Regions from separate parts of the Canis lupus genome. Here region 1 is linked to region 2. The links are chromatin contacts, called in public Hi-C maps. All regions are on one chromosome and are shown on one strand. Each heading gives the region's core, a stretch centred on a gene start, on an enhancer-like site or on the middle of the called end of the contact. The rest is flanking DNA. Distances are from core to core; before and after follow the strand shown. Region 1 has its middle 64 kb from the start of MED13L. Region 2 holds the start of MED13L (mediator of RNA polymerase II transcription subunit 13-like).

Region 1 (2,700 bases), core at 85-2,584, 64 kb before region 2:
AGAGGCAGGTGGAGGAGGCAGTATTGGCCTCATTATTAAATACCCTTTTTCTTTGTAGGGGCAACATCGGTCACCAGCAGCATAGTGGTCCCAATGAGAAAATAAAGCATCTATTCCCAAAGCCTTGCCATCAAAGTCCCAGGATTGGCCATCACATGTGACATGCCCACTACTGATCCAATCCCTGTGTTGCCAGGAGAATGGAACACACCATTGGCTAGGCCTGGGACATGTGCCCCACCTCTAAAGTTGGGGGCAGAAGATCCCTCTCCATCCAAAGACTGATGGAAATGGTGGGATGATTCCCCAAAGTAAAAAAAAAAAAAAAAATGGATATTCCCAGGAAAATGGTATCTGGTATCTGGGCAAACCAGACAGACAAAGCTGAGTGTCCCCCACCCCCAACCCCATGTTTTTTTTTTTTTTTTCTGTTCTAGCTTTGCCTGTGCCGATGTGGGGAGGAGAGATCCTCTGTTGTGCTATGTTGGAAAAATTCTCAGTGGCTTTTGGAGACAAAATAGTGTCATAGTTGCCTCCAGAGACTTCAAGGGCAATAGTTTGGGAAAGATAAGCATTCAGAGTATGTGAAACTCCAGGTTATTTTATCTCTATATAAGCTTTCTCTCTCCATTCAACAGACTTTCAGCTTTTCAGAGGTATTGAAATTGGGAGCCTCACATTGAGGGGGCCGTTGTCTGAAGCTCCCAAGTCAGGGGATTTGATTCTGTCTTTGCTCTGAGCCTGGCAGACAGAGGTAGGGAAAAGTCGGGAGGCCCCCAACTTGCTACGCCCGCGTGTCTTTGGCTGGGGGGTCCAGATCCTAGCCCAAGGCTTCCACCAGCCGGCTTGCACAGACTTTGGGCCAGCCTGGAGCTGCCCGGAAACCACTAAGCCCAAGAGGTTTGTGAGGTCCCCATAGCTCATCTGGAATTCACAGCTTCCCCCACCTCCACTCTCCGCACCCCCCCCCCCCCCCCGGGGTCATTTTGGTCCAAAACACCCTAAGTAATGGGCCGGACAGAGCAGCCACACGGAGAACAAAATGCTCTTTGGCCCTGAGCCCTCCTGCTCTGAATGTACGTGAACACGTTTCTTCTCCCACTAACAGGAAATGCAGGAAACCAGCACCAGCTGATTAAAAAAAAAAAAAAAAGTGGGAGCCCCCCCCCCCACCTCCACACACAAATAAAACCTTTTCAACTTGCCCAAAGCACTCCTGGCCACGTTGGGGCGGGGCCCTTGTGACGTCACGCCCGCAACCAGCCAATGGGCAGGCGCTTCCGACTTCCTAATCTGCATGTTGCGGCCGCATTGGTTCAACTCCAGAGCCCTCGGCCCGGGGGTGGAGTCTTCGGGGGCGAGGTTGGCCGCGGCGGGCAGGGCCAAGGTCCGCTCCCGGCCTTCCTGCCCCGGGACGGCAGGTCCGGTCCGTGGCTCGATCAAGGAGGGGAAGGGGGGCTAACGTGGAGGTTATGAAGTCCAGGGGGCGCGGGCGGAGGAGACGTGGGCAATCCAGCAGGGACAGTGGCAGGACTTGGCCTGATGAGCTCTACTTTCCGGGCTTGACCCTGCCAACCCTCCCCCTGCCTCCCCCCAGTGATTCCGTTATCAGTTCTTTATCTCCAACAGGGTCAGCTCTGAAATTTGGGTGAGGAGAAACCAGACGCAGGTTACTTGAATTATTATGGTTGATTTTTATCTTGTAGTGTGGCAGCTCAGGCATGTGGATTGGACACGCCAATGTGCGCACCACGACTGCATAGTTTAAGATCCTCAAATTAACAAGGGGGAAACCATTGAGTAACCTTACTTTCTCCTCTGAAGCTCAATTTTCTGAGAATGTCCTTTGTTGTTGTCTGAAAGGAGACTTGGGAGATTGAAGGAATTTGAAGCAGAGGGGTCTGTGTAGCCACTAGTGGCAATAAAAATGTCAGGAGATTGTGACATTAAAATATAGTCTGATTTCATTTATTTGGGTAGCACATAATTAGGGTTTGGCGTACATAACCTCAAAAAGCTTCCCTCTGTACCTTTGGCAGTATCGATAAAGATGGCATCTTTTGGAGCTCTGGTTTTCAACACCCAAGGTTTTGATGCAACAGGTCTGGGCAGAAATAAAGACATTTTCCACAATTGTTCCAAATGTTTCTGCCAGAGGAGGAGTACCCTTGAGAGGCTCTGCTTTGATTTTTAAATATTTACCTCCATGGTCTCTGCAAACCACTGAAATAGGGACGCCTGGGTGGCTCAGTGGTTGAGCATCAGCCTTTAGCTCAGGGCATGATCCTTGGGTGGGGGGAACCAAGTCCTGCATCGGGCTCTCAGTGAGGAGTCTGCTTCTCCCTCTGCCAGTGTCTCTGCCCCCCTTCTCTCTCTGTCTCATAAATAAATGAATAAAATCTAAAAAAAAAAAAAAAGAAAAGAAAACAAAAAAAACGCTGAAATATCTCAGCTAACTGAGGTATTTTAGCATGCAAACTTTATCTCTTTGGTTATCTCCTGTACCCAAAAGTTGTGCAGGAAGCTCTCCTCTAGACTTACATAGATTGAACTTGAAACTGGAGCCACCATAAGTATACAGAGAGGTGGGGCGACCACGATGATACGCCTTGAGGATCTCTTACCACAGGGCTTGTAATTGATTGAGAGCTTCAGTGCTGGCTTTGACATTCCCAGGTCTTGATTGAGCACAGCAGTGCT
Region 2 (2,834 bases), core at 240-2,739:
GAGGGAGGGTCTGCTCCCGACTCAGCCCTAGTACAGCGCCTGGCAGTTGCATTCCAGCACATGGCAAGAGGTCAGGAAACATTTACGCGTTGAATGAATAAACACACACAGCGCCTCGGAGTAAGGGCTCAAAAGGCATTTCTGGATTCGTTGCGCAGCGCCCGGTGCACAGAAAGCGCCAAGCGGCAGCCGCGGAGCTCCCTGGGCGAGGCTCGCGACACCCAGTGCGAGAGCTCGGACGCACGGTGCTCGGGTGCGGGGGTTCGAGCTCCGCCGCCGCTTCTTCCCCGCCGGGCGACCTCGGGCAAGTGACTCGGTCTCTTCGACTTCATCTCTTTGTGCTTCAGTTTTCTCATCTGCAAAACGCGGACGCCCGAGCGCGACCTCGCCGAGGCACTCCCGCAGCCCGGGGGACCGGCAGGCGAGCCCACCGCAGAGCCCCGCCAGGCCGCCCCGCCTGCGCCGCCCCGGGGGGCCCACGGCGGGGACCACGGGCGTTCCCGGGGCCCCGCGGTCGCGCCCCGCCGATCCGCGCCTCCGAGGGGGGCGGGGCACGGCGCCCACGCGGGGGCAGCCCACGGCAGCGGAGCCGCGCCGCCCGCGCTTCTTTCTCTCCCTCTCGCTGTCCCTCCCTCCCCCGGACGGAGGCTCCGGCCGCGCTCGGCTCAGCAGCGCCGCCCGCGAGCCGCCCTCCAGCCGCCGCCGCCGCCGCCGCCGCCGCCGCCGCGGCTGCAGCTCCAGCTCCGGGCCCCTCCCCCGCCCCCGCCCCCGCCCCCCCGCGCGGCCGGCGCCCGTCACGTGACGCGGCGCTAGCCAATGGCGGGCCGAGCCGCGGTCGGCGGCCGCCATTGCTGTCAGAGCGAGCGAGCCCGGGGAGGGAGGAGAAGCGAGGCTGACTGGGGAGGAGGGGGGGGGTGGGGGAGGAAGAGGAAGGAGGGGACGTCGCTCGGCTGCCGGGGTCGCCCGCTGGCTTCGTCCGCACCCCCCCCTTCGCGAGTTCGCGCTCCGCGGCGGCGGCGGCTCCGAGGCGGCGGCGGCGGCTCCGGGGCTCGCCTCCCCTCACGCGCCGGCGGGGGCCGGGGGGAGTCGGTGGCTGGAGATAAACAAGGCGGCGGCGGCGGCGGCGGCGGCGGTGGCGGCGGCGGCGGCGGCGGCGGAGGCACAGGGAAGGCGGAGGCGGCGGCCGGCCGGGAGGCAGCGGCGGCCCTGAGAGGCGGGGAGGGCGCCGGGCCGCGCGGACAGCGCCCCCCGCCGCCGCCGGAGCCGCGCGAGCCGCCGCGGGAGCCGCCGCGGGAGCCGCCGCCGCCGCCGCCCGAGCAGGAAGGAGCCGCGCGGCCGCCGCGGACCCCCCCGCCGGCCCGGGCCCGCCGCCCCCGGCGCGGCGTCGCCGCGGCGCCTCCCGCCCGCCCGCCCGCCCGCCGGCCCTCGCGCCCTCCTCCCCCGGCGGCGGCGGCCCGGCCGCCCCGCGCTCCCCGGCGAGGCGCCGCCGCCCGGCCCGGCCCGGCCTCGCCTCGGACGCCTCGCTCCGACATGCCCCGCTCTGGCGGCCGGGCTCGCGGAGGATCATGACTGCGGCAGCGAACTGGGTGGCGAACGGGGCGAGCCTGGAGGATTGTCACTCCAACCTCTTCTCGCTGGTGAGTAGCCGGGCGGCGGGGAGGGGGGCTGCGGCGGGGGGGCCCGACCTGCGCCGCCGACCAACTTTCTCCTCCCGCCGCCGGGACGTCGCCCCTCCCTCGCCGCTCCCCGCCGCCCGCCGCCCGCCGCTTCTCCCCCTTTTGGATCGTCTCTCCCTCGCCTTGGATCCCGTCCAGTGTTTATTTGGCTCTTTAAAAATCATTTGTGAGCGCGGCGCTCGGCGTGGAATTTGCATGTGGAAGTCTCAAAGCTGCGGATTCTGGGTCGCACTTCGAACGCCCACCCTCTGTTGCCATCACACCCCCTTCCCCTCCCCTCTCTCCCCCCCCCCCCCTTTTTTACCCCTAAATGTGGAAGGCTTTGCCTTGTGCTGCCCGCGCCCGCGATAAGCAGCCTTTTCTCCCCCCCCCCCCGCCCGCCCCCCTTGCGGGATCGGCTGCCCGCCCGCCTTTCGAAAATTTTTTTTTAATTCCGTAATGACACCTGCAATTTCGCCCGAAAACAGTTGATTGAATGCGATTGTGTCAGTAAAGGACTCTTGCACCCGAAGCTCCTGCGATTGTAAACAGCGACGGCCGCCTGCCTCTCGGGGCTCCCTGCGCCGGAGAGCCGGAAAGCCATTGCACCGAGCCGACGGAAGGTGGAGGAGCCTTTTTCTTCCCTCTCTCCTCCTGTGTCTTTTAAAAACTGTTTTCTCTATCCTAACAACGAATCCACACACACACACAAAAGCAACAAGCTGGGCGGTTTGATAACATCGCTTTTATCTGCCTTCGCCTTTCTCGCGCTCTCTCTCTCTGATAATTGACAACTTTTCCCTCGGATTTGAATCGCCTGCCTTAATCTTGAAGCAGTTAGGGTGTCAATTGTTCTCCTGGAAGCCTGGCACCCGACGACGACGTCTAGATTCATCGAAATTAAAAATGTATAGGGCTCCAGCAACTCTTTCCTGGCGGTGGCACTGACATTTGGTGGTAAATGCCATCTTTGCTTTTTTATTGGGTCGTATTACCTAGCTCTGAAAACATTCACCTTGTTAAACCTGGCGTTTAGGCTAATAATTGCGGTGCGTGGTCTTTAAATATGTGCTTTGTGCATGAGTTACTGTATGTATAGCTATGTGCCCGGGAGACTACGAATTTGTTTAAATATTGAGCAAAGATTTGTAAACAGATGTAAGGCAATTATGTTTCAAG

Evidence for each region. A called contact is a pair of places that touch in the nucleus more often than the background predicts.
Region 1: a contact with region 2 is called in a Hi-C map of blood, with 2.3 times the contacts expected there. The contact joins the enhancer-like site here to the promoter of MED13L in region 2. A contact is called at or near these places in 3 of 9 Hi-C or Micro-C datasets (amygdala and blood).

What each region holds. Positions count from the first base shown.
Region 1 is chr26:13,460,430-13,463,129 of UU_Cfam_GSD_1.0, reverse strand. No RefSeq gene overlaps it. Among named protein-coding and RNA genes, the nearest start is that of MED13L, 64 kb to the right of the region's middle. Within about 2 kb of position 1,334, at least 15 of the 20 cell types and tissues checked have an H3K27ac peak or open chromatin away from gene starts, as enhancers often do. A contact at or near this core is called in blood, where this site is marked.
Region 2 is chr26:13,396,553-13,399,386 of UU_Cfam_GSD_1.0, reverse strand. MED13L (mediator of RNA polymerase II transcription subunit 13-like) reads left to right here and starts at 1,489. Exons shown (of 32, transcript XM_038575206.1): 1 at 1,489-1,637. The coding sequence starts at 1,566.